4 separate regions of the Sus scrofa genome follow, and regions 1, 2 and 3 are each linked to region 4. Evidence: chromatin contacts called from public HiChIP or PLAC-seq data. All regions are on one chromosome and are shown on one strand. Each heading gives the region's core, a stretch centred on a gene start, on an enhancer-like site or on the middle of the called end of the contact. The rest is flanking DNA. Distances are from core to core; before and after follow the strand shown. Region 1 overlaps FYN (FYN proto-oncogene, Src family tyrosine kinase). Region 2 has its middle 11 kb from the start of FYN. Region 3 has its middle 99 kb from the start of FYN. Region 4 has its middle 4.2 kb from the start of WISP3.

Evidence for each region. HiChIP or PLAC-seq counts read pairs in DNA pulled down with a chosen protein or histone mark.
Region 1: a contact with region 4 is called in an H3K27ac HiChIP or PLAC-seq map of alveolar macrophages. The contact joins two enhancer-like sites. A contact is called at or near these places in 2 of 2 datasets of contacts at active chromatin or transcription factors (alveolar macrophages and skeletal muscle).
Region 2: a contact with region 4 is called in an H3K27ac HiChIP or PLAC-seq map of alveolar macrophages. The contact joins two enhancer-like sites. A contact is called at or near these places in 2 of 2 datasets of contacts at active chromatin or transcription factors (alveolar macrophages and skeletal muscle).
Region 3: an H3K27ac HiChIP or PLAC-seq map of alveolar macrophages shows a contact between it and region 4. The contact joins two enhancer-like sites. A contact is called at or near these places in 1 of 47 Hi-C or Micro-C datasets (fibroblasts) and 1 of 2 datasets of contacts at active chromatin or transcription factors (alveolar macrophages).

What each region holds. Positions count from the first base shown.
Region 1 is chr1:77,610,348-77,618,024 of Sscrofa11.1, reverse strand. FYN (FYN proto-oncogene, Src family tyrosine kinase) reads left to right here. Exons shown (of 11, transcript NM_001080206.2): 8 at 912-988; 9 at 1,079-1,232. Among named protein-coding and RNA genes, the nearest start is that of FYN, 28 kb to the left of the region's middle. Within about 2 kb of position 5,769, at least 6 of the 83 cell types and tissues checked have an H3K27ac peak or open chromatin away from gene starts, as enhancers often do. A contact at or near this core is called in alveolar macrophages, where this site is marked.
Region 2 is chr1:77,649,594-77,656,359 of Sscrofa11.1, reverse strand. It overlaps a transcript of FYN not described here. Among named protein-coding and RNA genes, the nearest start is that of FYN, 11 kb to the right of the region's middle. Within about 2 kb of position 2,984, at least 6 of the 83 cell types and tissues checked have an H3K27ac peak or open chromatin away from gene starts, as enhancers often do. A contact at or near this core is called in alveolar macrophages, where this site is marked.
Region 3 is chr1:77,738,158-77,745,100 of Sscrofa11.1, reverse strand. It overlaps a transcript of FYN not described here. Among named protein-coding and RNA genes, the nearest start is that of FYN, 99 kb to the right of the region's middle. Within about 2 kb of position 4,765, at least 8 of the 83 cell types and tissues checked have an H3K27ac peak or open chromatin away from gene starts, as enhancers often do. A contact at or near this core is called in alveolar macrophages, where this site is marked.
Region 4 is chr1:77,997,541-78,005,132 of Sscrofa11.1, reverse strand. No RefSeq gene overlaps it. Among named protein-coding and RNA genes, the nearest start is that of WISP3, 4.2 kb to the left of the region's middle. Within about 2 kb of position 6,017, at least 21 of the 83 cell types and tissues checked have an H3K27ac peak or open chromatin away from gene starts, as enhancers often do. A contact at or near this core is called in alveolar macrophages, where this site is marked.

The DNA of each region.
Region 1 (7,677 bases), core at 4,520-7,019, 390 kb after region 4:
TTTCCTTGTACTTTCTTTTATAATATATTTGGAATTATTTCCTGGAAGATTGTTTGTCTTTGGTATCCAGGGTTATTTGGTAAATAGCTCTGTGAGTAAGGCATGAAAAAAAGTCACCTATGATCACTCCAATCCTCAAGCCTCTGCACATGATGCTTTCAGCCCCGAAGTTCCTTCTCAGCTCCTTAGGCCGTGTTATCACAGTGACTTTGAAGCGCCTGCTGTTTTATGTCAGATGTCTTTTAGGGCCTGATTGGCCATGACCTAATGTGGGAAACTACCTGCTCCACGCTGTATTCCACATATATTCTTTTTCCTGATTTTAAATCTGCCAATAACCTGGGCCATTGGTTCTCAAACTTTACTAGTTTTCAGAATCGTCTAAAGGGCGTCTTAAAATACACCTGTCTGGACCAGACCTCCTAGGTTTCTGATTCGGTGGTGAAGGGTGGGGCCAACGGTGTGCATTTCCAATGAGTTCCGGAAGGGTGTGGGGGCCTCTCTTGCTGGTCCCAGGACCACACTTTGGGAACCACTTGGCTGAGCACTTCATTCCCCGCATCACTCTTGTGTGGGGCTGATCAGGAATGAGATTGCAGTGGTGCAGCCTTTCCCGTGTTCTTCCTCATCACATAAGGGGAATCGAGTCTCATTTCTTCTAGTTTTATCCTATTTTTGTTGTCCTTAGAAATGGAGTCACCATTGTTTATTTTTAAAAGCTAAAACCACTGCTTTTCAGTGCCGCCTTTCAGTGTTTTTTTCTGACCGTTTTTGGCATAACTTTTTTTTTTCATTAAAAGCATTATTTCATTCAATATCTCATTACATCTAATAAGAAAACCAAATTTGCCCTTTGTCGGGAATTTTTATCTTTCAAAGGAAATCGAAATGATTTTATGTTTTGTTCATAGGAAGCTTACTCGATTTCTTAAAGGATGGAGAAGGAAGAGCCCTGAAGTTACCAAACCTCGTGGACATGGCAGCACAGGTAAGCCCGGTGGTACCTGATTCCTGCCTCAGATTTCCAGACGCATAAGGATGTGGGGCCATGTGTAACACGTTCCCTCGGCTTCCACAGGTTGCTGCAGGAATGGCGTACATTGAGCGCATGAATTATATCCACAGAGACCTTCGGTCGGCAAACATTCTCGTGGGGAATGGGCTCATTTGCAAGATCGCCGACTTTGGATTAGCCAGGTTGATCGAGGACAACGAGTACACAGCAAGACAAGGTGGGCACGGGAGCAGGGAGGCTCCTGACCTCATCCTGCTGGGGCCTCCCTCCCTCCTTCCTTCCCTTCTTCTCTCCAGAAAAATACTTGGAATGTCATTCTTCAGATGGGTTTTTCTTTCCTGATCTGGCAGGAATTTGGCAGCTCTGCAGGTGGGAGACTATAGCAGGTTCAGTGGGTTGCTGAGATGTTGCTTTCTGGTGAGTGAGTGGTCCTCCTGGCTCGTGCTGCCCTCCTCACTGCATCCAGGCCTGGGACATTTGGCTTTTGAAGAAGAGACCTGTGGGAGACCAAGAGATCAGTCAGGCAGCAGCTCACTCCATCAAAGTAGCAACCAATGGCAGAAGGCGTGTGGGGTTGGAGAATTTAACAAAGGAGTTGTTTACAATGGCCTGGGCTGGGCTTGGGAAAACCGACAGGGTGTGATGCCGCACCCCAGGGCTGGGGACAGCACCAGGACTAAGAGGGAGCAGTTGTGCAGAGATCCCGCCTTTGGTGGAGAGGAGACGGCAGCTGGGGTGGATCTGGTGAACAGGCACCTGAGCTCACCGTTCAGCCCTCCTCCACATTTCCTGCAAAACCGGGCTAGAGCCAGAAGTCACGGTAGCCCGTTGACAAGTCTACATGGGTCCAGAGTGGGGAGAAGATGAGTAGAACGGGGATCCACAGGGAGGATAGAAGATAACAGCATAGTCCCTTGAAAGCTCCACTTCATTTAATCATCCACTCCCAACCCACCCCCTCCAAACATCTGTAGAAATTAGGCTCTAGACAAAATACATCCCAAAGCAGCAGCCAGTCCACCAGGACAGCTTTTCAGGAGTGTCTGGAGCACTAGGTACCAGGGAGGGAATTCCCAAGGCTATTTGCTTTCTTCTCAGAACCTCAGAAAGTGATCAAAGGGTAAATGTGTGGAATTAAGTATGCAGTTCGCAATCAAATGTAGGTTTCTCATGGAGAATATAGGGCTCACATCTAAGGAAGGAGGTCTCCTTCACTGTTGTCCTTAACCAAAGCCTAGCCGTTCTGAGCAAGGCTAAGCAGTCACCAGGACAGACTGGGTAGTGCTTTCTACTGGATGCTATAGTGGTGATTTCTGGAATTCTTCTTTCTTTCCTTCTTTTTTAACTCTTTCATTTCATGCCAGTTCTCTCCTGCTTTTATCCTCCTCAGCAGTCTCAAATGATGAGGAAAAACGCTAAACTAAGACCCTGCCTCGCACAGATACTGTCCAAATGCTAAATTACACGTCAGTCAGACAGCTCGGCTATTTGAATTTCCCCAGCACGTGGCAGTTCTTGTCCTGGAGCCAAATGCCCACACAGTGAGCATGCCCATGCATCACACACACACACCACACACACACACACACACACACACACGCATGCCAGTACAGGGCCAGATGGCAGCCATATCACTAATCAAAGGCATGCAGGCAGCTGTGATTGGCACTGGCCATCCGGAGAGGAATGTGGGCATGATTTGGAGTCAAGATGAGTTGAGAGGGCCTGATGTGCCCCCAGGTCTGAGACCTGGCCCTGATGAGAGAGTTTACCCTGAGGCAGACCTGTCAGACCCCAGCTCACGGACCCAGAAGGACAGAAGAGTGCGTGAAGGGCACAAGACATGAATATATGATTTAGGAAGGAGCTGGCAATGGAGAGGGACGTGTCGGCGTTCTGTCGGATGTGAGTGGGGTTCTGGTGCCAGAGGGAGTGGTTCAGGATCAGCCTCTCCCCTTCTCCCAGGCTCTGGATCTATGGGATCTGTGGTTCACAGCCTTGAACCATCCGTAAATGAGAAGGTCACAGGGCCAGGAGCCAGAGCATGCTGGCCGGGGTGCTGCTGACAGAGCTTGGTGTTTAGTTTACAGAGCCAGGTGCCCTGGGCAATGCTGTGCAGGGGAAGGCATGTCAGGAGCCCATCACTGCTGTCCCCTCACTGCACGCTGCTGCCATGGAGCAGGGCCCAAGCAGCCACCCTTCAGCCCTGGCCACCCAGCCCTGCCTCCTCACTGTGAGCTGTCCTGACTGCCTTTCTGGTGGCTTCCTCTACTGTCACCTGCCCAAATGTTTTTCAAGAGATCCACCTCACACCCTTTGTACTATGTTTCCTTCCTTTCATTGCCAACTAGAGTACACCACTCTTTCCTCTTAAAATTCTTTTTTTCTTCTCTTCCCTTTTGCAAGTATCTTCAGATCCATGCTAAACACTGGAAGGAGATAAGTAAGGAGAAGTAAATGGACTGGAAAACTGAACTTAGGGGATGAAACCAAAGACTGGGGACCTAGGATTTGCAAGGAGAATAAAGGAAATGCTGCAGGGGAGGAAAAGGGGGAGCTGGGGTATTCGTAGAATACCTACCCAGGGCCAGGCCCAAGCAGGCACATGCAAGGAGTAGAGCGGGAAAAATAGAAACGGGTTCAGAGGGGTTAAGTAAGTTGTATAAAATCACACAGCTAAGAAAATGGCCAAGGCAGGATTTGAATCCAAGTGTGGCTGGCCCCGTGCATCTGCCCTCTTAAGCTATGCTGACTGCTTTTCATCAAGACAATGATTAAAAGAACAGAAGATAAAAATGGAGGCGATTAGTCATCAGTTCCTTTTCCCTGCTATTTTATGGGAAAGCTTTTAAGGGGCACCTTCTGAGGTGCATGTGTGAGGGAGTTGGAAGAATGCATTTTCCAGCTCTGGGACAGCCTGGCTGTTTACACAATTCCTCCCGAGTGTCTGCCCTTCCTAGGCCACTTTATGAGGCAGGCAGGGCGTGGAGTGTATCTGCCAGTGTCCTCTGCAGATGGCACGTGTGCTTCGTGCCGAATTTTCTGCAGGGGATTCATCATCTCCTCCAGACAGCTGCTCCATGTGCCTGAAAATATTTGCACATCAGGTTTTATGTTCCCCACAGGCCGCAGCCAGGCCACATCTTGATTGTGGAAGTGTGGGCAGTGTTCAGAAGTGTGTGCCTATCACAGGTATTTTAGGACTGTGAGTGACAGTTGTTTCTCAACACAGTTGTGAGTCTCCTATCCAAGAACACAATGAAATATCCTTTGTCTGCCTGCGCCCACCCCCCACCCCCACCCCCCGCCACCCGGCTAGAACTAGAATACGCCACTCTTTCCTCTTAAAATTCTTTTTTTCTTCTCTTCCCTTTTCCTCTGGGATGAGCTGACACATCCCAGAGGAAAAGCAGAACTGGAATTCTGTGGTCTTTTCTTCCTCCGGCTCCTGGCCCCACTGGACTGTAAGCGGCAGCCTTTCATCAGGGAGAAGGTACAGACCAGGCTCAGAGCCCAGGAGGGTGGTCCTCCACCAGCTGCATTCTGGAGGCCGCAAGAAATTGTTTAGGGGTATCGCTCATTCTCTGTTACCTCTGCCTGTCCCCCTGTGACAGCGGCTAGATCTTCTTTAGTCGTGAACCCTTTGTTCCACTATGTTCAGTCAGGATCTCTAAGTAAAGCAACATGAACTGAGTGCCTTTCCAAGTGCAAGAGCTTTGCTAGGAGCCTCAGGGAGAAAGAAGCCCAAGTCTGTCCAGGGGCAGGCAGTAAGCATGAAGCCAGACCGAACCGGATTTGAAACCCAGCCCTGCCACCTGCCAGCTCCAGGGCCTTGGGCATGTTACGTAATTTTTCTGCACCTCAGCTTGCTTATCTATAAAGTGGAAATATATCTTACCTGCTTTGTGCTTTAATTTTTGCAAAGATTAAGTGAAACAATACGTGTAAGTTGTTCAGCATGTTGCCCAGGGCATAGCAATTAACAAAAAGGACTCTGAGCGTTACGTCCCGGACAGACCAAGTTCTTGAGGAATAAACAGATGAGAGCATGTGCTGTAGACACATGGAGAGGCTCACACACCATTCGGGAAGGGGAGAGAGGGATCAAAGCTAATTCCTGGGCGGTCAGATGTGAGTAATGGCAAGGATGAAGTTGCCAGCAGCGGGAACAAGTAGGGAAGAAGGTCAGGAAGAACGAGGGTGAGTTCGGCTTGGAGTTTGTGGAGCTTGAGGTTGTCGTGCCAGTGAGTCTGAGCTTGGTGTCCATGCCTAGAGAGGTGTGTCCTCCCCTAGCCTCTCTGCCAGGGGGGCCTCGCCTCCCAGCCTTCCCTGCCATGTCGCCACCCCTCAGCCGTCTCCCTCCCAACCCCACCCTGCCTGCACCCTCCCCTGAGGTCTGGTCACAGCCCCCTCCCTCCCCAACCCTGCACCTTCACCCCAGAGGCAGTGCAGGCATCACAGGATCTGGTGTCCCATCATCCTCATACGTCCGACGCTGTCCCCTGGGCCACTCACCAGGGTGGCTGTCACCAGGCCTTGCTTTCCAAGCCTCTCAGCCCTCCAGCCATGGTTCCTCCAGAGCTCACACAGACAGGGGGAGAATTCTTGACACACTTTCTTCATGTGCTTTTAGGAAACTCAGTGCTAATGTTTCTTTTGTTTTGTTTTTAAGTTTCATTGAAGTATAGTTAATTTACTAGGCTGTGATCATTTCTGCTGTACGACAGAGTGACCCAGTCATACATATACACATAGTGATGACTAATGTTGATTTCCACCTAACAAGCTCAGCAAGAACTGGCTTATGTATCATAATGACTTGGTTTTGTGGATACTTTTTTTTTTTTTAACTTTTTTTTTTTAAGCCTCCACCCATGGCATATGGAAGTTCCCAGGCTAGGGGTCAAATCAGAGCTGCGGTTGCTGGCCTGCACCACAGTCACAGCAATGCTGGATCCGAGCCTCGTCTGTGACCTATGCCACAGCTCAAGGCAGTGCCAGATCCTTAGCCCACTGAGCGAGGCCAGGGATTGATCTCACGTCCTCATGGATGCTAGTCAGATCTGTTTCCGCTGAGCCATGTGGATACTTTTTTTTTTTTTTTGAACCATAATATACATACAGTAAAATTAATAAATATGAAGGGTATGACTCAGTGAATTTTTACATTTATGCTCCTGAAACCATCCACAGATGAAGCTACAAACACTGCCAGCCCCTAAAAGAGCTCTGCACCCCCTTCCAGCCAGTAACCACTCCCAGAGGGAGCCGCTGCATTCCCTCTATCACCAGGCATTCATTTTTCCTGTAATCACTTCCTATAAAACACCATACAGTATCACTCTTTTGTGTCTAGCTTCTTTCTGTTCACTTCACAAAATTCATCCATGTTGCCGCAGGTAACAATAGATCTTTCCTTTTCTTTACTGAGTAATGTTCCATTGTACAAATAGGTCTATGCATCCATTCTACTGGTACTTCTTACTGGGGTTCTTTATGAATTAAGCTGCAGTGGTGGGCACATCCTCCTCTCTTTTGGGTGTTTTCCTGGGAGAGGAATTGTTGGTCTTAGGGCAGGCCTATACCCCCCAGAAGGTTTCGTGGCCGTATCTTTAAAGGTAGACTACACAGCTACCATGTTATTTACTGGTGGTGTACTTCCCTCTAAGTTGCTAAGGCAGCCTGGCGAGACCAAGGAAGCTGAGGTTGGCAGTCAGGAAATCTGAGTTTGATCTAGCTCTCATTTAGAAGTTTGGTGTGTGCCAAGGCAAATCAGTTAACCTTTTTTGAGCCTCATTTTTAGCATCTGTAAAATGGAGATAATAGAAATAATTACCTCACCTAATAGTGTGGGAATTAAATGAGTTCTCAATAAAAGCTCTTGGAGGGTTGTGAAATATAAAAAGCATTCTTATGGCCTGAACTTTTTGTATTTAATATCGCTTTTCTTTGAAAAGGGTCTTTATTTTCCTACCTAAAAAAAATCGAAGCGGTTCCCATTGTGGCTCAGTGGGTTAAGGACCTGAGGCAGTCTCTGTGAGGGTGTGGGTTCGATCCCTGGCCTCACTCAGTGTGTTAAAGATCTGATGTTGTAGCATTGTAAGTCACAGCTGTGGTTCTCATTCAACCCCTGGCCTGGGAACTTTTTTGTGCCGTGGGTGTGGCCATAAAAAGAAAAAAAAAATTAAGGAAGAAAACTCATAGTAATCAGTAAAGAAAAATCAATCTTGTAAGAGAAAAAAATACATTGCTTCATTATTTTACAGCCAGTTCTATTCATCTGGTCAGTCACCATTTCATGTCACCTACATGCCCAGCAGCCCCTCAGAACATAGCTGGGAGCCAGTGGTCTACTCACCATCTTCTCCAGCACATTTTGCCCCTTTCTCAGATTTGCCTTCTCACCAGATGGAAGGAAAATGCCCCCTGCTTCCTTGCCTCCATTGTTTTCAATCTTGTCAACTCTGAACATCCGATGAGCATTCTCAGCAGTGTCACTGATGGTTGTGCCCATGTGTGTGCAAGCATTCACATGCATACATGCAAGCATACCACCCCCTTCCAAAGATGGCTGGGACTGGACTGGTTAAGAGCATGACCCATGAAATCAAATTACCCTGATGTGAACCTTAGCATCACTGCTAATGAGCTGGAAGGCTTTG
Region 2 (6,766 bases), core at 1,735-4,234, 350 kb after region 4:
AAGTTCTGTCCTTGTTTTTGTTGTCTTCTTAACTTCATCTCCAGCAGCTCGGGAGAACAGCTGTATCTAGCAACCCTAGGGTAGAGCCAGAGAGAAATGGAACCATGTGGCCAGGGAGGGGCTGGGTCAAGACCAAAGTGTGTCATGAGTGCCTGAGCTGGTTGAGCCAGATCAAAAGTTATTCTTTGTTTTAGCCAAAAAGGGAAGTGGAGGACATAATCAGGTCTCCTGCAAACCATAGTTGGAGAGAGCACTTTAAGCCGTCATGCAAAAAAATGAAATAAAAACTGTAGGGGAGTTCCCATCACGGCTCATCGGAAATGAATCTTTACTAGCATCCATGAGGACGCAGGTTCGATCCCTGGCTTCACTCAGTGGGTTAAGAATCTGCGTTGCCTTGAGCTGTGGTATAGGTTGCAGAAGCAGCTGCGATCCCATGTTGCTATGGCTGTGGTATAAGCTGGCAGCTGCAGCTCCATTAGACCCTTAGCCTGGGATCCTCCATACACCAAGGGTTCAGCCCTAAAAAGACACACACACAAAAAGTTATAGGACATAGCAATGCCCCACTCTTACCACATCAGTAAAACTCTTGTAATATGCTTCTGCAGGCTCTGGCCATGGCAGGGGAACATCCAAGCATTCGTAGCCAAATCTGACCGTGTGGTGAGGTCATTCTTGGAGTGCTCATGATTGATAAAATTCAGTCAAGGGCTATGGAGAGTGGGAGAGCCATGCTGTGCCTGTCTGGGGACTCAGTTCTGCCTCAATGTGTGCAGAGGGGCCCTGGACTCCATCAGGAATGTTAGGCTTGATGTGAACCCTGACAGCTCCTTGTCAAAGCCCGTTGCTCAACTGATGAGGAAACTGGGCTGCACAGTGTTGGCGTGACTACATGGCTACCCAGCCGCCTTGTCCCAAGTGATGCCACTGCTTCCAGACCTTCCCTAAACCAGGTGCCTGATGCCGCAGAACTAAGAGTCTAGGAGGCTCAGGAGCCAGTCCTAAGCTAGATCACTCCAAGAAAAAAGCGCTTAAAGAGCACTTTAACCATAGTGCAAAAATAAGATAAAAGCTGTAGGACATAGCAGTGCCCAGTTCCTATCACATCGGTAAAACGCTCCCATCATTAAACCTGTCATTTAGTGAAGAGCACAGCATGCTTCTTAAAAGGCAGCCTGGGGTCGTCAGAGCCAGGTCATTCTGGCTAGGTAACCCTGGACAAGTTACTTAAATTCTATGAGTCCAAGGCTCCTGAACTGTGAAGCATCCTTTCAAAGTTGTTCTGAGGATTAAATGAAATACCGTATGTGAACTGCCAAGCAGAAAATAAATTCTCAGTTCATAGTAGCTATTGTTACAATTCATTGTGGTTGTTATGCTATGAACTTGCCTTAATCCAAGTTTAACTGTAGTATCAAAGGAGATTGGAAGCTCTTATTGGTTCTAGAGGTGGAAAAGGGAAAAAGAACAGGTGGTCAGCAGAGCCTCCCTAAAGCTCCATGTTGGAGTTATGGCCTCCTTGTGTTGGGGCACAGGCCACCTCTCATAACAAAAAGACCCCATCACCCATCTCGCTTCCCCCAGAAAAATAGGGGTTCCCACAGGATAAGTGTTCATATGCCTCTCTCATGTCGTAGTCAGAGATCAGAGCTTTAAGGTGGTTGACGCTGTGCCCTACAAGGCCATCCGGGGCCCAGGTTCCTACTGCTCTGCCATCCCTGGTGGGCTTCCCTCCTCTGCCTGGTCGATGCCAGTTTACAGGTACCACATCTACTTTCCAGCCCACAGGAAGTCGGAGAGAGAATGAAGGGCAGCCCACTCTTTTGAGGGATGCGAGAGTCAGGTGTATCACATCCACTCACAACCAGTTGACCAGAATTCAGTGACATGTCCACACCTAGCTGCAAGGGAGTCTGAAAACAGTAATGTTCAGCTATGTAGCCATAGACCTCAAACTCTATTATTGTGGGAGAATCAGGGTGAAGTTGGAGGGACCGCTAGCGTCTGCCCCACCCCTCAGCAGCTTTTATCCTCTCACTACTCTCTTATCTTCAATGAGGTGGATTTGGGCCTCTTCCCTTCAGGCCAAGGGTGACCCTATCTGATGCCAGAATCCTGCAAGCTCTTGGAAAAAGGGAAGATAAACTGCTCTGCTGTCCTCATTAAGGAGATAACCTCAAGTTCAATTCCTCTACAAGACAGCACTCCGAAAAAAATCATCATCCTCTGCCTCACACATACACCCTGTAAAAAGTCACTATTGACTTGCTTTACCATAAATTGTATATGTGTTTATAAATGTATGCTGGGGAGTTCCCATCGTGGCACAGTGGTTAATGAATCCGACTAGGAACCATGAGGTTGCGGGTTCGATCCCTGCCCTTGCTCAGTGGCCTAACGATCCGGCGTTGCCATGAGCTGTGGTGTAGGTTGCAGAGGCAGCCTGGATCCCGTGTTGCTGTGGCTCTGGCATAGGTCGGCAGCTACAGCTCTGATTCGACCCCTAGCCTGGGAACCTCCATATGCCGCAGGAGTGGCCCAAGAAATGGCAAAAATACAAAAAAAAAAAAAAATATATATATATATATATATATATAAATGTATGCTGATATAGAAACCAAGTCTTCCCTTTTTGGATCTGTTAACAGACCTCTGACTGGATCTCATCTGCCAAGTAGGTCATCAGTGAGTAGTCTGGTCCACATAACACGCATTCCTCCCACACAAAGTGGCCACCATTTGTCATCCCAGATACTGTTATTACAGCTGCTGGGGAAGCATCACTGACTGCCTCCAGTGGGTCCCGTGTTCTCCCCCTCCTACTTACTAACTCCCTCCTTTAATTTCCTTGTGTCTGTGTTGGCACTTGTGTTCACGAGTGAGACCTCTTGCGAAAGTTTTGTGGAAGCAGGTACCACATCATCAACCAGCCTGGGGCTCACCAGGGTCAAGGGAGGTAATGTCACGGAAGGGCAGACTGACCTCATTTCCTTAGACAAGGAAGTGGCAGGAGGAGGCAGCCTCCGGTCAGTGGCCCCTCTGCTCCCTTTGTCACCATCATCACCGTCACTGTTGTTCCTTGTCCCAGTAGAGGCTGTGGAATTAGAGAGGGGTCTGTTTTCTGACAGCTCCTCTATCGGCATTCACACCAAAACAGCTTCTGAGAAGGTTTGAAATTCTAAACCAGTGCAAGGGACCCAAAAGTCATGGCTGCTGGTGTTGCTGATGTCTTGCAGCTTGAGAACATGCCAAAATAAAGATCCAGAGGAGGAGGGACCTGGCTTCATGTCCTTCTTCAAAGAAAAGGTGTCGGCCTCCGTTCCAAAAACACAATACAAGTGGCCCCACCACCAGATTCTCGGGGCAGTAGATTTTGATGGGCTCTGACTTCATAGCCAGATAAGTAATCAGTGGAAAAGGGAGAAATAGGCCACACAAACATGAGCTCCAGGGCAAAAGGGAAAGTAAAATATTCTTAGGCAAAGTCCATTCTGTTTCTTTAAAGGAATAGAGCTTCTTGGCGGAAGTGACAAATTAAAGGGAAAAAGAATTAACTGTGTTTTGAAAGGAGGAGGCTGCATTTGCAGAGTCATCTGGCGAGGAAGCTCCTTAGAGACAGGAAAGATTGGCAAAGCTGGGTTTTGTCTGGCCTTGGAGAGTGAACCCCCTTGGCTTTCATTCTCCACATTGGTGGGGAGGGGGCGTTGATGACGCCTGTTCAAACAGCCACTTTGTGCTAATGTGTTTTCTTGTGGCTCTGCCAGGTGACAGCCTGACCCTTGGGCCCTCCGCCACTTTAGCCCAGAAAGCCAATCTCTACCGCTGTGGCCCAGAAGCGATACTGATTTTCCTGTTTCTCTTTGCTGGTTCATGAATAGAAGCCCCCATTTTTGTTTTTATTTGTGTTTTCCTTTGGTGGTTTATATAGAACAAAACCAAAGGGAGTGGAGAGAGGCTTGACCCTAAATATCGACATTAGGAAGAAACGTCTTTGTTGGATCTTTGGTGTTTCTGCAAAACTTGAGGTCGAATTAACCAGCCTTGGTTAGTGTTCCGTGCCCTGCTTGGCTTGCCCCAGATTCTAGGGATCATTGGCTCAAAAGTCAAAGCATCAATAGGCCAAGCTGAACTCCCACCAGGAGAGGGGGAAGGAACAAGAGGAAAAGTGAGAGCAAAATACAGATTGTTTCTGCCCAGTGCCCTGAGCAAGTCCCTTTGCCTGCAGCAGGCGTCCAGTGAACAACAGTGCTTTGCTTCATCCTCTCACCACCTTCGAGCCCTGCCCGTGTGGGCTCTTCAGCCATTGCTCACAGAGGGGCCTGCAGACCCTCATAACCTCAGCTCCGTGGTTGGGTTTCAAGGGTGACTTGAACAGACACTCTCATCCTGAGTTTACTGGGTTTCCCCAGGTACCTAGGAACTCAGTGGGTTCTCAAGAACCCACTTAGCCAGCCACCCCACTCCTGGTTCTTCTATCCCAGATTCTGCCACTTGCCACCTACACGGTCCTCTGAGTTGATTGTAGTTGATCATAGCTTTGCCCCTAATTAGATGTCTGTGGAGGTTTTCTGTGCATTCACCACCCACTCTCAGCACTGCCTTCACTGCCCACTTCCCAGCACAGATGTGACGAAAACACAACAGTGAAGTCTCTCTGTCTTTTAGTACCTTTCACACCTTCCAGAAGGAGAGATTGCCTCTAAACGGGCTTTGGAAGCAATCGCTCTCGCTCCCTCTCTTAATATTTCAGTTTGCAGAGCATCCTTCATCATTGTATGGTTGTTATCGGCTCATATACAATCAAGTCAGTAATTGATAAGATTAAAATGCTTTCTTATTAACAAGTAAAGCTGATTTATTCTCATTTTAAAAAATGATGAATTCTCAGTTTTTAAAGAATTAGCCCATTTTATAATTTTTCAAAGTACAAATAACGCTTCATAGGACCTCTTCATGTGTCATTTAAAAAAAAAAAAAAACCCAGTCAAAAACAGGCCCATTTTTAAGGGTTTTTGATACTATTGCCAAATTGGTTTACAAAGAAGTTATATGCTAACTTCTGGTCTCCTATCAGCAATATGTGAGAATATTTGTCTCCCAAGACTTTCTTGGCTATTGGGCAAGCATCTCTTTTGAACTTTGTTAATTTAGAAGTGAAAGTATCTCACTAATCTAAAATGAGTTTCTTTGATTACCACTGAAGGGAAATGTATTTCACAAGTTGTTTTTTACTTTCTTCGAATTGCTAATTCACATGTTTTTCCATTTACCTAATCTCGAGGGTTTTCTTATCTATATAAATTCCTTATATATTAAACTGTTCACCCAAGAGAATTGAAACCATATGTCTACACAAAAGGTCATACGTGAATGTTTACAGCAGCATGATCCATAAGAGCCAAAAAGTGGAGACAACCCACACGTCTATCAGCTGATGATTGGTAAACAATAACTGATAAGTTCCTATAACGGAATACTTTTCAGCCATGAAAAGGAGTGAGGTACTAAGTCATGCCACACACTGAATGAATCTTGAAAATGTCATGCCAAGCAAAAGAAGCCAGTACAAAAGTTGCCTATTGTATGATTTCATTGATGTGAAATATTCAGAACAGGCAAATCCATAGAGACATAGATAGATTCCTGTGTGCCAGGGCCCGGGCTGAGAATAAGATGGGAACTCATTGCTTCATGGGAACAGGTTTCTTTTGGGAAAGATGAAAATGTTCTGGAATTAGAACATTTCCCTTGCAAATGTATTAAAAACCGCCAAACTGTACGCTTTATTAAAAGGGTGATTTTATGGTATGTGAATTCCCTCTCTAGAAAATCATACAAAATTTTAAAATACTGACCCCAAGGAACATTGCTATGCTCCAAAAAGGGGCAGGGGGAGGCCTGAAGAGCTTTATAATCTGTGCTCTAATTCTTTCTGAACTATTTGGCAAAGACAGTTAAAATATATCTTTCTCCTTATCACTGTTTCACTCTTGCCTTAACCCTGACAAGAGTGAATGTAAGAAGGTGAATGTAAGAATGTACAAGGTGAATGTAAGAAGAAAATGTTCTTTGTGCCTTTTGGAGCTGTTCTATGGCTTGGTATTGAAACCTCACTTGTCATCCAACGTGGTACCGTGGAAACAAATCCTACTGGGAACCATAGGGTTGTGGATTCGATCCCTGGCCTTGCTCAGTGGGTTAGGGATCCAGCATTGCCATAATCTGTGGTGTAGTTTGCAGATGCAGCTTGGATCTAATGTTGCTGTGGCATAGGCTGGCATAGGCTGGCAGCTGTAGCTCCCATTTGAGCCCTAGCCTGGGAACCTCCATGTGCCGCATGTGTGGCCCTGAAAAAAAAAAATGCAAAAAAAAGAAAACACCCCTCATTTGTCCACATGAGTTTGGGAACAGCTCCAGCCTTTGGTTGACTGCAGTGTTAAATCTCAGCGCTGGGGTCTGACGCTTCCATTTCTTTATGAAGTGCTTATGGGTCCCCAGGTGTTGGGGAAGGTTATACAGAGAGAAGGAAACGTGCTGGCAGGGCGTGAGCTGCTGCCTCGCAGCCTGGGGGTCATTTGAACAGGACGAGCCAGCATGGGGAAGCCAAAAATATTCTCGGTGCCAGGAATGTGGCTTTTTCTTAAAGTAATGCAACACTTTAAGAGTGAGTGATTGATATTAGTTTGGTTCCCTTACCTTGCAACATGGAACAAACCCACCTTCCTCACAAGGCTCTGTGTAAACGATCCAGTCGGTCCAAATC
Region 3 (6,943 bases), core at 3,516-6,015, 260 kb after region 4:
TCCTTTAGTTTTGGGTTTTTTAAAAAAAAATTTTTATTGTTATTTCCCCAATACAATCTTTTTTTCTGCTGTACAGCATGGTGACCCAGTTACACATACATGTATCTCTTTCAGTTTTTAAACTCCCCAGAGCAGACATTGTGCTTTCTCCTTAGAGGGTTAACATATATCCAGATGGCATGGAGGCAATCCCGTGTTGGGACCTGATGAGAAGTTAGGGTTCACCGGTGCTGCACCCAGGGTGACTTGCACTCTCTCCTCCAGCTCCTGTCTTCCTGGGACAATTGCAGGGATGGTCCTCAAGTTTCTCAGCACCTCTCTGTGTTCTGTGCCTCGGGCCAGGGTGCAGAGCTGCTGTGGAAACCTAGAGGTAGCAGGGTCTCCCTTCCCATCCTCAGCCCACTTTCCGGTTTCAGTAACTTCACTCTGAGGGACCTCTGGCTTCCATGCACATTCTGCTTCTGCAGAGTGAAGATCTCGTCATAGCTAACTAACACTCTTGGAGTCCTTACCACATGCTAAGACCTTTTTACTGTTTCGCTAGCGCTTCTTGGAGATCCTAGGAAATGGGAAAGATCCTTTTTGTGGATGACAAAGCCGAGGCCTAGAGAGTAGAGTAACTCCTGTCAGACCCTAGCTGTGGGATTATAGTCTGGGGCTTTGTGTGAATCCAGAGCACTAGCTATAACCATCACACCCTCTACCTCTTCTTTCTTCCAAGCAAGTTCTTTTTTTTTTTTTTTTTTTACCATTTCTTGGGCCGCTCCCGTGGCATATGGAGGTTCCCAGGCTAGGGGTCGAATTGGAGCTGTAGCCACTGGCCTACGCCAGAGCCACAGCAACGCAGGATCCGAGCCATGTCTGCAACCTACACCACAGCTCACGGCAACGCCGGATCGTTAACCCACTGAGCAAGGCCAGGGATCGAACCCGCAACCTCATGGTTCCTAGTCGGATTTGTTAACCACTGCACCACAACGGGAACTCCCAAGCAAGTTCTGATCAAAGTTCAGTGCCATAAAAAGTATTTGAATAACCTTGGGCATTTATTTATCAGGATTTGTCTTACATTATCTCTGGAGATCCGTCAAGATGAGATACACTTTGTAAATGAAGCTAACACCATGTGATTATTCTCTCAGAGTTGTAGTTCATATACTGGATGGTTTGCTCATGCTGTTTTATAGGGTTTTCCTTAAGTTGTTGAGTTTCCCTGGGGTGGGCGGTGGGGGAGGTTGCATAAGTATCTGCCTAAAATTGCTGTTGTGTCAGGAAGGCCTTGGGAAAAGTTCATCCAAGTTAGGTGAGGGAGTTGTTTGAATTCTTTCAAATCACTAAACTTTAGATAATCACAAATCTACAAATGGGGAAAACACTCCACTGTTTAATTTTGTAAGCTGTTTATTTTTTCATTTTTTAAAGTTTTATTGAAGTATAGTTGATTACAGTGTTGTGATAATTTTTGCTGTACAACAGTGTGATTCAGTTATACATGTACACACATCCATTCTTTTTCAGATTCTTTTTTTAGATAGATGATCACAGAATATTGGGTAGAGTTCTCTGTCGACCAGTCACTTCATATACCATGGTGTGCATATGCCATTCCCAAACCCCCAGTCCATCCCTCCCCCTGACCTGTCCCCTTTGGTGACCATAAATTTGTTTTTGAGGTCTGTGAGTCTGTTCCTATTCTGCTAGTAAGTTCACTTATGTCCTTTTTTTAGATTCCATGTATAGGTGATATCATATGATGTTTGTCTTTCACTGTCTAACTTCACTTAGTATGATAATTTCTAGGTCCATCCATGTTGCTGCAAGTGGCGTTATTTCATTCTTTTTATGGATGAGTAATATTCCATTATATGTATGCACCACATATGCTTTATTCATTCCTCCGTCGATGGACATTTAGTTGCTTCCATGTCTTGGCTATTGTAAATAGTGTTGCAGTGAATATCAGGGTGCAAATTACAGTTTTCTCTGGATAGATGTCCATGAGAGGGATTGCTGGATCAAATGGTAGTTCTATTTTTAGTTTTTTGAGGAACATCTATATGTTTTCCTTAGCGGTTGTACCAATTTACATTCTCACCAATGTAAGAGAGAATGTAAAAGGGAGAGTTCCCTTTTCCCTGCACCCTCTCCAGCCTTTATTGTTGGTAGACTTTTTGATGATGGTCATTCTCACTGGTGCAATAAGCTATTTAATTTTGAAAGCATAAATCCAACATGTATTTTGGAAATTACTTGCAACAGACTAAGTCTGTGATTTTAGAACACAGTTGTGCTTGTAGGGGTCTTACCTCTGATTAAAATTATTCTAGGCCTAGTACATAGTACATGCTCAGTAAGCAGTTGTTTCATGAATGAATTAGTTACTTTATTGATATAATGTTGAGGAAAATTATGTAAATAAAATGAGTGGTGAGCAATCCCAGTGTATATATGAGGGCAGTAATGACCATGTACAATGTATACTCTGTACTTTATAGAGGGCATGGCTGTCCCCATAAAAACATTTTGTGTGTTCAGAATACCTTTTATCTAAAGAAGTTCATGTTTTAGACATGAGTTAATTCTCAAAACACTGTTCCAAGGAAGCTGAGTGACACACTCTTCATTTATAGATGAAGTATTTGCGGTTAAGACTGGTGAAGTGTGACTAACTCAAGATTAACTCCAGTTGTAGGAGCCTCATCTCCAGCCTCATCCTGTGCCTGTGACCTTCTCCTCAGCCTTTTGGAAGCTGGGTGGCCTCCTACTGTCCAGCACCACCACTCCCCACCCCCCATTTTTTTTTAAAGGAACATTTTAATTATCCACTTTAGAGAAAATGTAATAATCTAGCTATATAAGCATATTTGGTTTCCAAGTATACAACTGAAATATTTCTAGCCATTTGGCCCCAAACACTTCTTTCTGTTCACACAGCCCCACAAAGTGCACAGTAAGCAGATGGTGCAGACAAGCTCATGGTTTATTTACAACCAGTACAGTAGACGGAGGCATATGTGCTAAGCCCTCTTATACCCGCTCCGTGGGAGCCATTAACACATCCATTTAGATGAAAGAGTCTCGGGGCTTTGCTGTGGGCATTTCTGTTCGCTGCCCTGAAGCATCACCATCTGCCCTGCCTCCCCTTGGAGGCCCTGGCACCCTCCCCTCCTGCCTGAGGCAGTCACAGGCCTGTTCTTCACAACAGCCTGCATTCACTTACGTACAGTGCGGATGGCAGCTGCTCTCTGCTTCTCAAACCAGTTTAACCTGAAGCCTGTCCCACTTCCCCCAAGGTTGATCTTGGACCAAGTTCACTCCCATACACTCCCACAAGCATGTCTGAGCACCTTCCCCACACCAGGCTGGGGCCTGGGGTACAGAGGGTCCTCGGACATGTGCCCTAGGCTTCCTTTATGCTCTAGCTTCAAGGCTAAAGCTTTCTTTGTCACCAGTGATGCCCAGGGAGCCAGCAGCTGTTGGGCTGTAAGACGTCCTGCATCAGGACCAAACACTAGCCTCTGCTTTCTGCACCACTCACCAAGGAATTATGTGCATGCTTTTCTTCCCCCTAGTGAGTAACTATTAATTATATTTAAAGACCAGTGATTCAGAAATGTTTTCTACTCAAAATATTTTGGAGGAGGCAGAAGACTTTCTGCCTGGGAACCTCCATATGCCGTGGGAGCGGCCCAAGAAATGGCAAAAAGACAAAAAAAAAAAAAAAAAAAGGCTGAGTTCCCCTCTTGGCTTGGCAGAAATGAATCTGACTAGGAACCATGAAGTTGCAGGTTCGATCCCTGGCCTCGCTCAGTGGGTTAAGAATCTGGTGTTGCCGTGAGCTGTGGTGTAAGTTGCAGATGTGGCTCAGAACTAGCGTTGCTGTGGCTATGGCGTAGGCTGGCAGCTATAGCTCTGATTGGACCCCTATCCTGGGAACCTCCATATGCCATGGATGCAGCCCTCAAAAAGAAAAAAAAAAAGAATTAAAAAGGCATTTCAATTAAAATGATCTTTCTACATAGCAACCCACAGCTAACTAGTAACAGCCACTCCATTTTCTAATTCCAAATTCCTGGCAGAACAGTCTGATTGGTTTTGCTTATCTTTTTCAGCCAAGCCACAGAACTTGTAGGTTCCCAGCCAGCATGTAGGTGGAACGTCCTTCTCAGTTGTTCACTCCAGTCCAGTCACACATTGCTGGACTAACTATGGTCGCATGGCTTGTTGCTGAGCTGTCAGCGGGACAGATTCCCAAAGAAGGGGACAAAGATGAGGCAGATACCCAAAAACATGTATAGAGGACAAATATGATTTGAGAGATCGTAGAATATAAAGTTCTCAAACAAGTCTCTTTGTGAAACCAGATTCTGTAGGAATAAGGAGCATAGAAGCATCTTGACCCATGTTGTCCAGTGTTTGCTGTATTTATGCTCAGGAGTCCAACTCTACATTGTATCTCCCTCCCCCCCTCTCCCCCTCCCTCCTCCCCTCTCTCTCTCTCACACACACACACACCCTACACACCTGCCACATCAACTGTCTATTATGGATTGTTTCAAACCATTCAGTTTGACTCTAAACTTTAGGACTTAAGAAAAATTAGCGTCTCTTTGTTTTCTCTTTATTTATTATGACTAGCAACTAAGTAAAAACTGTGCAAGTGAAATCCTACAGCATAGAGTAGCATTCCTATCTTAATGGCCAAGACTGAGGTCTCAGAATTAACAAGTGCTGAGACTTGCACATCCAGCAGGGGCAGAGGCTGAGACTCTGTGCTTGCAACATACATCAGCTGGTGCTGGGCAAGGTCTGCTCCCTGTGCCAGCAACTCCAATTGTTGTTTGGTAAGCACACTTTTACTCATGGAGGAGCAATTGTTTCCCAGTGTATCATACAATTATATAGTGAATGGAGAACAATAGCTACACTGTAGAAATATTTCTAAAACAAGTCCATGGCAGGCAGTGCATAGGAAGACGCCCCCAGCTCCACAGTACCGGCTACCATGTGGCATTTAGCATAGTGTGAATGTCAATAAGGGTTCAGGAGGACAGGGCACTTTGTCTCAAACACCTCTCTTTGGAATGAGCCCAGCAGCATCTGTTTCCAGCTCTGCCCACAGGGTGGGTGTGGCAGTGGGGACGTAGGGAGCAGGGGTGTGCAGGGTGCCTGGAGGTGGGTGTGAAACCACACCCCCATCCCCGCCCTGCCCCAGACACTTGCTTCCTCACACTCAGGCTTGTAAGAAGAAAAAAGGTCCCAAACATCAGTTGACTTAGTGTTTCTTGAGGTCTTGACTCGAAAGGAACATGGACATGAATGTCATTTCTTCAGGAGGTTAGAATTTGGGGTTTGGGGTCACTTGGGAGCTGAACTACCATGTCTAAGAGATTTATAGTTCATGTAGGAGGAGACTGGTTGACAGTGTTTTTCCTGATCGGTACCACAGAATACGCAGGATTTTTACCAGACCAGCATCAAAAGGATTCGTGTACTGTGACAGATTGCTTTTGTAATTTATTCTGCCTGGACGGCCCTGGAATACTCTCAGTGAAGGTCTGTGTGGGTCAACGAAGGTTTTGCTCTTCATGTTAGATGGCTGCCAAGGGCTCACTTGTCAGACCAGATGAGGAGAGTGGTATTTAGCAGTCTTCCTCTCACTTCATAATTCATACCCCCATATTTTTATCCTGCAAGAGTATATTGTATTTATATCTTTAAACCTTAGGGTTGAATCATTTATCACAGGCAGCTCTGTGAAGAACAAGGTAGAATTCAGATTGCAGAGCAATTTTACTAAATTTGTATTACTCTCTGAGCTGCAACACTCTGCCCAGGAGAACTACTACCTTCAATGAAAGAATTGTTTATTTATGAGACAATGAAATTAGTCATTATCGCTTATTTAATGACAGAACTAAAACCTAGGTCTCTCTGACTCAGGAGGCATGCTTAGCATTAGATCACTGGTTTGCAAACTTTAGTCAATTGTATACACCTGTCTGATTTTTTCAAATCTATGCACCATCTTTATTGCTCATTGTCCCTTACATTAAGTTTTTATGCTAAGCCAAATTTATTGATTTTTTTTGTTTATTTATTTATTTGATATACTTATTTTTGGCCAAGCCAGTGGCATGCAGAAGTTTCCAGGCCTGAGATGGAACCCGCACCACAGCAGTGATGATGCTGAATCCTTAACCGCCAGGCCACCAGGAGACTTCCAAACTTATTTTTACAAGAAACTTTATATCACCACCTCAAGTAGAAAATCAGTCTCATTTGATAGGAATAGATGATAATCATTAAAGTACATGAGTGAAAAATCAGAACGCTACCCTGTTCTTGCAGATGCCTTTACCTGTGGAAGCCTCTGGTGAAGAGGCCAGAACAGCTGCAGACAGCTGAGACTTGGGTGTTAGAGAAGGCTTGCCAAGTAGAAAAAAAGCAATAAGCTTCTTATTCTGTAACTAATTTTGTGATAGGCCTACGGCCAGAGCGCTCCTGGTAGCACACACGCTGGAGCACTCAGGTCACCCGTGCCTGTGAAACAAGTACCCATGGAGACGAGACAGGGAGGTTTCAGAGTCCTTCATGGGCACCCACTGAAGATGACCTCACAGTAGAGAGTGGCCATCAAATGCCATGTCACCTGAGAGCTTAAGTTCAGTGGAACTAACATTAGTTGGGTAGAAGTTGAAAGATGGGACAAATCCATCACTCAACCCATTTGTTTTCGGCAAGTCATGAATTTAATTGTCTGCTAATGTGGAGATGAATCCTAGTTAGAAAACACACATATGAAAAAGAAAAAGGTCATTTTTCTTCTAGGCTATGAGTACATGCAGTTTAAGCAAACTTATTTTCCCCTTTAAAAATAAATATGATATATTTTTCTTTTCTGTAGTATATTTATTTTGACTTCTTTTAGAGAAAAATGGCA
Region 4 (7,592 bases), core at 4,768-7,267:
TTTCACCTGCTGCCTATCCTCTCTTTACCTGTTTACCTCTCTTGGGTTCACTGTTCACCTTTGTTTCCGTGCATTAAAATGGTGAGTGAAGCTTACTCAGGCCCAGGCCCAAAACCTGGGGAAAAATTGGGCTCCCTGCCGACCACAGGGAATCTGGGGTCCTGAGAGAGCCAGGGATGCCATAAAACATGCAAACAGACTCTGCAGGGTTTACTAAGTAGTCAGTTATGCCATAATTCTGTACACACCAAGCAATAAGGAATATGGTGTCAACTCCTCATGCTTCCTCCCTGAGAAACAGGACAAAGACTGTGCAATAGAGAAGAACCTTCATGTTCTACTACAAGTTCATCACTAAAGGGATGTTGCCTATAAGCTTAAATTAGACATGATGGCCCATCTCTGGGAACCCTGCTTCCAAGGGGAAAAGGGTTAAGCTAAAATACCTTTATTTAGCTCACAAGAAAAATCCTGACCAGGCCCACCTGTGAATGGCTGCAGGAAGAAAAACCAATACATCCTTTGGGAACCTGGCTGGAACCAGGACTTTATCCCCTTCCCTTTTAGTATAAAAGAAGTCTGAATTCTAACTCCAGGAAGATGGTTCTCTAGGACACTAGTCCACCATCTTCTTGGTCTGCTGGCTTTCCGAATAAAGTCGCTGTTCTTTGCCTCAACAACTCATCTCTTGATTTATTGGGCTGCTGCGTGGAGGAGCACTATGAGCTTGGACTCAATACACCTCAGAACAGCCTAGTGAAGGAAGATGGATCTGCATTGGTCCAATTTGATCTATTATTTTTATCTCTCTGGTTTAACACCATCTGCCCTTCAGGTTCCTAGCCTCAGAGAAGCAATGTACCACACTGACCATGAGAAGGGATCTTTTCTCATTTCCTCGCTGGTCCATCAAACACAGACGAATCTAAGCCCAGGATCATCAGCATATTCATCAGCTATATCCTTCCTCTTGCAAATGTGATACTGCACCGATCTGTTCAATGTTTGAACTTAAAGAGAGTCATCTTCCTCCATGGGCTCTCTGTGAAATGCAGCCATTTTTCTGGAAATGGCTTCCCTCCCACAGGGTAGAGGAGGGTGCCGTACTGACCATCCTTGCCTGTCGATAGGAAAGGAACGTCTTAGTTGAGAATGAACTTGCAAATCCTCTGCCAGTGCACAGAATAGATGGGCCCTGGATTACTTGCTCTGGCATGTGTTTAGACATCTCCAGCCATGGACGCACTCTTATTTCATTCTTCCAAGCCTTCTGTGCATGGACTAAGTGGATATGCTATCTCTAGAGGTTGGGGCTGCCACCTTCTACTTTAGACAGGAGCTATCACGGTGTGCACCCTGCCCTAAGCACTTTCCTCCATTATCTCATTTAACAAAATGCTGATCCGCCTTGGAGTTCATTTCACAAGTGTTCAGCTCGTGATGTACACTCAAATAGACATGTCACTGAGCCTAACTAATATTTGCATCATGTTTCATGATTTATAAGGAAGTTCACATGTATCATCTTTTTTAATTTCACAGCTCAGTGAGGTGGGCAAAAGCAGTATTACCATCCTCATTTAACAGATTAAAAAGTTGAGGTTAAGTGATTGTACTTGGTCCACACAACGCAACTAATCCGTGCCCTCTGGAGCTATAGAACCTACCTGGAGAGAGCACGCTAAACACATAAACATGCAAAGTATCCATAATTAAAAACTGAATAAAAGCTGAAGGTTAACAATAAAGTACAAGAAACTGCAAGAGGGAAGGACAGATAGGAGCTAATTTAGATGAGGAAGGTGGCGTCCTTGAGGAGGTGACACAGAGAGTGGAAGCCAGCTGAAGGGTCTGGGATAACTTCCGGTCTAGGGCTCTCTCCACTGGCAAAATATGCACTCGGATGGTGAGTGACAAGCTCCACCTGCAAAGAGCATGTCCCACGGCCCTTTCCATAAGGTTCCTGAACTCATTCCAGCAGATTGGTCCCTTTCCCTGGGACGCTGGGCCGCCTGGGCAGGCAGAGATCAGCAGCTACACCTCCATCCCTGCACTAGGCACAGCCTGAGTCTCCCTTTCCTCATCCCCTCAGCTGCCTTTTCCTCTCTCACTGGTTGTGGAGAGGGAGCTATTGTCAGCCAGAGAAGAGATGGACATTGAAACCGGAGCTTAAATGATAACAGCAGCTGAAAATTATCGAATATTGAGGCTCTCAAAGCTCCACTCCACTATGCCCTGAGCTCTATAGAGATGGACTCAACTGCTCCTCCAGCATCACTGCCGGGAAGGTGTGGGTTATTACCTTCTTGGTTTGAGGAAACTGAGGCAAGGCCACATGGGCAGCAAGAGGAAGAGCCAAGATTCCAAGTATTTAATCTCCCTGCTCTGCTGCCTCTCCGCAGGGCCTGAGAATTCCAGAGTGAATCTGCAGCAAGGTGATTTATTGAGATGTTAATTTGCAGTGTGTCAGAGTTCCTGTTGTGGCATAGCAGAGATGAATCCGACTAAGAACCATGAGGTTTCGGGTTCAATCCCTGGCCTTGCTCAGTGGGTTAAGGATCTGGCATTGCTGTGGCTGTGGTGTAGGCCAGCATCTACAGCTCCAATTAGACCCCTAGCCTGGGAACCTCCATATGCCATGGGTGCCTAGAAAGCCAAAAAAAAAAAAAAAAAAAAAAAAATTGCAGTGTGTCCTCTGCGTTTTCTTTTCCTCCTGCTCCCCTTTCCACTTTCAGAAAAGTGAGTGAGGCCTTTTGTATTTCCCTCCATCCATCCTCCAGCTGAAGGATCCTTCTGCAAATGCTTTCTCTTGCCTTTTAGGGAAACTGGATCTGAAGAGGTGAGGCTGGGAAAGTTAGGGGGGGCGGGGGAGGGGTGAGTTTGAGGCAGCCAAGGGGAGGAGGAAGCTAGTGAAGAAGGTGGGGTGGGGACGGGACATCCAGGTTATCTCTGAGCCTGTTCCCCAGGGACCTCTGTGTGTGTAGAGCCTTCCGTGCTCGCACAGATGTGGACCATTTGGAGTGGGCAGGAGGCTCAGAAAATGAAGACCAGTGAATTCCCATCCTGGTTCAGTGGTGAACGAACCTGACTAGGATCCATGAGGACGCAGCTTTGATCCCTGTCCTCGCTCAGTGGGTTAAGGATCTGGTGTTGCTGTAGCTGTGATGTAGACCGGCAGCTGTAGCTCCAATTCGATCCCTAGCCTGGGAACTTCCATCTGCCACAGGTGCAGCTGTAAAAGGCAAAAAAGAAACAAAGTGAAGACCAGAGGCTTGGCCTTTTTTCCTCCGGGATTGTTGTCCAACCTCTGAGGATGGTAGGGGTGATAGTGGGAGGAACCTGCCAATGACAACTTAGAATAACAAATTTGACTCCAGATGGAGATGGGGGAGAGGAGTTTGGAGCCAGGTTTAAGCTAAATTTTAACTTAATTAACATTAAATGATCTAATTAAAATTTTAATTTTAATTTGAAGAAAATGAAGAAGTGAATATTTCCTACCCCCCTGATCTGTGGCTTATTCATCCTCTCTGCAAATCCCGTCTCACAAAATCACCATCCATCTTGAAAGTTCATAGGCCTCAAGAACCAAAACCAATGCTGGGAACCTCAATTCCATCTCCTCTGGCTCTGTCTGCTCTGCTCCACCAGGGCCTGCAACTAGATCTCCAATGAGAGATTCCTCCAGCCAGGTTGCCACCACAGGCCTGGTAGTGCTAAAGGGCATTCAGAAGGCAGGTGTTCCAAACAAACCTTTTTAAAAGGACTCCTTTTAAAAATCAACCTGAAGTAGTTCCCATCCTGACTCAGCAATAACAAACCTGGCTGGTACTGATGAGGACATGGTTTGATCCCTGGCCTTGCTCCATGTGTCAAGGATCCAGCATTGCCGTGAGCTGTGGTGTAGGTCCCAGATGCAGCTCACACCTTGGGTGGCTGTGGCATAGGCCGGCAGCTGCAGCTCTGATTCAACCCCTAGCCTGGGAACCTCCATGTGCCGCGGGTGCAGCCCTAAAAAGACAAAAAATAAATAAATAAAATCAGCCTAAAACTACCATAGCTACGCATGACTATAATCTTGCATAATTTACTCCCTGCATCATTTGTGTCCTTTTTCTAACTCTTACTGTTGCTCTTCTCACCATGTGTGTATTTTCTGTTAACGTCTCCCCCCACCGCCCACTTTTTTAAACAAAGCTCTAGCCTCAAACTCCTGACATGAGGAGTTTCCCCAGTGGCTCAGCAGGTTAAGGATCCAGCATTGTCACTCGTGGCTCTGGTTCCATCCCTGGCCCCCGGAAACTTCTGCATGCCATGGATGCAGCCAAAACAAACAAAAAAGATCCTGACATCGATCTCATGATATAAGCCTGGGGAGAGCAGATTTCCTCACTATCCTCCCCCACTACCCCAGGCTCCTGGCTGGTGTACCTGAGCACCCTCTGAGGGGCTGGTGCCTTGTGGCTAAGGTGCTGCAATCCCTCCACCTCCGAGGTATCCAGAAGGGTTGCCAGGCTCTGCTTGGCCTTCCGTCCAGCTTTTAAGTATACCAGGTCCAAGTAGGAGCAGCTCCAGACCACCGCAAAACTCTGGCCCTGCCATTGTGTGGGCCTCGCGGCAAAATCTCTTTGAAAAGAAGCAGGTGCCCTCATTCCCAGGGCATCCGAAAGCCAGGCTGTGGCCCAAGGAAAACAGGCCAAATACCTCGGAGGATCTAATGCACTTTGTCACTTGGCCCTGTTAGACTGGTTTGCGGGGTGAGCACTGTGTGGGAAAGGGCGCTGAGTTAATCAGATGCAGGCCCCTGACCAGTAGGAAGGGAGAGAAGAGGAGGACAAGGAATTTCCCACATTTCCAAGTGGAGCTCATCTTTCAGGGAAGGGAGAACATGCATAATGTGGTGTCGTTCCTGAGCCTGACAATGACTGCGTGTGTGAGCTATCAGCCAATAGACCAGCAGGCCTGTTGGCAGGGTGACAGGCTCGCTGGACTTGGAGCCAGTGGACCCCAGCGCACATCCAAGTTCTGCTACTTAGGAGCTCGCTGACCTTGGGCAGCGTCCTCCACATTTCCACCCTGGGTTTCTTAACCCTGCAACCCATCCTAACACTGCTGCAGATTTATCTTCCTTAAACATAAATTTGACCATGTCGCTCTCCTATTCAAAACCTTTTCTAACTCCTCCTTGCACGTGGGGTAAAATCCAGCTCCTGGCTAGCACAGTGGAAGGCCCTCTTGTGCATCAACTTCCTTTGGGCGCCCCTCCCCTCCTCCCTCCTGCACTCGCGGCGCAGCACAGAACTGCTGTGCTGTGTGTTCCCCCAGACTTTTGCCTTTGCTGATGCAATTCTGCCAGGAGAAGCCTGCGCACGGTTCACTTCTCTGGTGAACCATTCGAGTTAGTGACTCTTGAGAAGCTTCCAGTAAAGGTCCTCAGGCCCCTTGTGCACCGCCAAAGGCCTTGTAAAACCTATATTGCAACCATGTGTTGCCACAGATTTAGTTAAAAAAAAAAATCGTGGTAATAGGAAGCCCAGTTAATTTTTTAAATGTATATGGGATATATTTATAACTAAAAAACATTTGTTGTTAATATGAGCCTCAAATTTAGCTGGAGGTATGTTTATATGATTTTTCCAACTAGATTTAGTCACAAGAGAATCGAGGCTGAAGAGACCCATAGGTATAGCCTTGGTACCCATAAAATGACTGGCAGGTGCTTGATAATCTTTATTTACTTTACATGATCGTCACCTGGAATTTCTCGCCTTAAGTTACTCATTTTACAGCCAAATGAATAAACACGACATCCATTTTTTTCTTCGCCTTTTAACATCAGATATCCTGTTCAAGCCTAAGTGTCGCCCCACGCACAATTTAGACTGGTTTTGATTTTCCAGATCCAACCTGCAATGGATGCCGATAGACGCTAGATGGTGCAATGGACTAACGTACTTGCCTTTCGCTCCGTTGCTGGAGCGGGAAAGAAAGAAGGCGCAGCGCTGCCGCAGAGCCCCTGCATTATTGATTGTAACGCTGCCGCAGAGGTGGGAGGAGCCCGCCGCCATCTCGGCAGGTCTCCCGCAGGATCCGGAATGTCCCTTCAAGATGTTTTTCCCTCGCTGCCAAGTCCCTTGATGTGGGAGGGGAGGGCCATTCATTGCACACATTTTTCTCATTCATAGGAAGATCGGACTTTTCAATAGTCAGAATTATTTGTTTCATATTGTCATTGGGAACAGTGGCACCAAAGAATAGCAGCTATGCTTTTTGAAAGCCAACGCCTTTTTAATCAACATCTATTTTAAAATATTACCAATGTAATTAAAAGGCAATAAAATCGTGTGGGAGTGGGGTAAGGGTGTTCACCACCCAATTATGACATTCGTTTATAAAATAAATGAAATAGATGAAAATACTTCGGATGTAAAATAATTTCATTAGATTGATGTGGGCACGCCTGCATTTTCAGCCCGCGTGGTAACCAGAAATCTGCACATTCTAAATGAAAAGAGATGCTCTAAAACTAAACCGTGGGTGGGGTCTCCATGTGAGCCGTGGTTGGCAACTCTCACTAATGACCAGTAGAGGGCGATAATCCATTCAGACAAAAAGGGGATTCATACGAACAAACAAACGATACATTTATGCAGCCAACATTTCATTGTAACAAGGAACTTAAAATGTATGTTCATTCACCAATCCTTTTATTTGGGCAACGCCCTTTCTTAGAATAGGGATTTGCTGGTTAGAGTGCTGTATTATCTCCCTTCTTTGCAGATCACGCACCCATAATGCATCCTCTGTATTGTCTCACTGATCAGGTTTCCTTAGTGAAATGAGACTTTAAGGACAGTACAAAGCATCTTGACTCAAGAAGCTTTCTAGATGCTGTACTGATAACCACCAAATACAATTCAACAATGCTTTTTAAATCAACTTTCCTACATTGAGTCTTCCCCAAGCTTAAGCTTAATTTTCACCAGTAACACATTCCTTTTTCTTTGTGTATCTTTGTATCACTGGTTTTAATAATATTTGGTCAAACTGTGTAATTATCGGAACACAACCAATCGAAATGAACAGGTTAGGAAAGAAGCAAACAACACACTGTGGGCCCATTAAACAGCAGCCTCTGTGGTACCAGCCCCCAGCCCCAAATGCCCTATGGGCATTGGTCAGCATCTTGGTTTAGGCTGCTCTCGTAGAACACCATAGACTGGGTGGCTTACAGGCAACAGAAATTCATTTATCATAGTTCTGGAGACAAAAGTCTGAGGTCAGGGCCATGGTCAGGTTCTGTTGATGGCCCACTTCTTGGTTCAAAGACAGAAATCTTTTTGCTATACACTGACCTGTTGAAAAGAGGGAGCAAGGGCTCTCTGGACTCCCTGATACCATCACGTTGGAGGTTGGGTTTCAACACATGAATTTTGGAGGAACACAAACATTCAGTTTGTTTCTTTCTTTCTTTTTTTTTTTTTCTTTTTTTGTAGGGCCGCACCCACAGCCTATGGAAGTTCCCAGGCGAGGGGCCTATACCACAGCCACAGCAACTCAGGATCCGAACCGCATCTTTGAACTACATCACA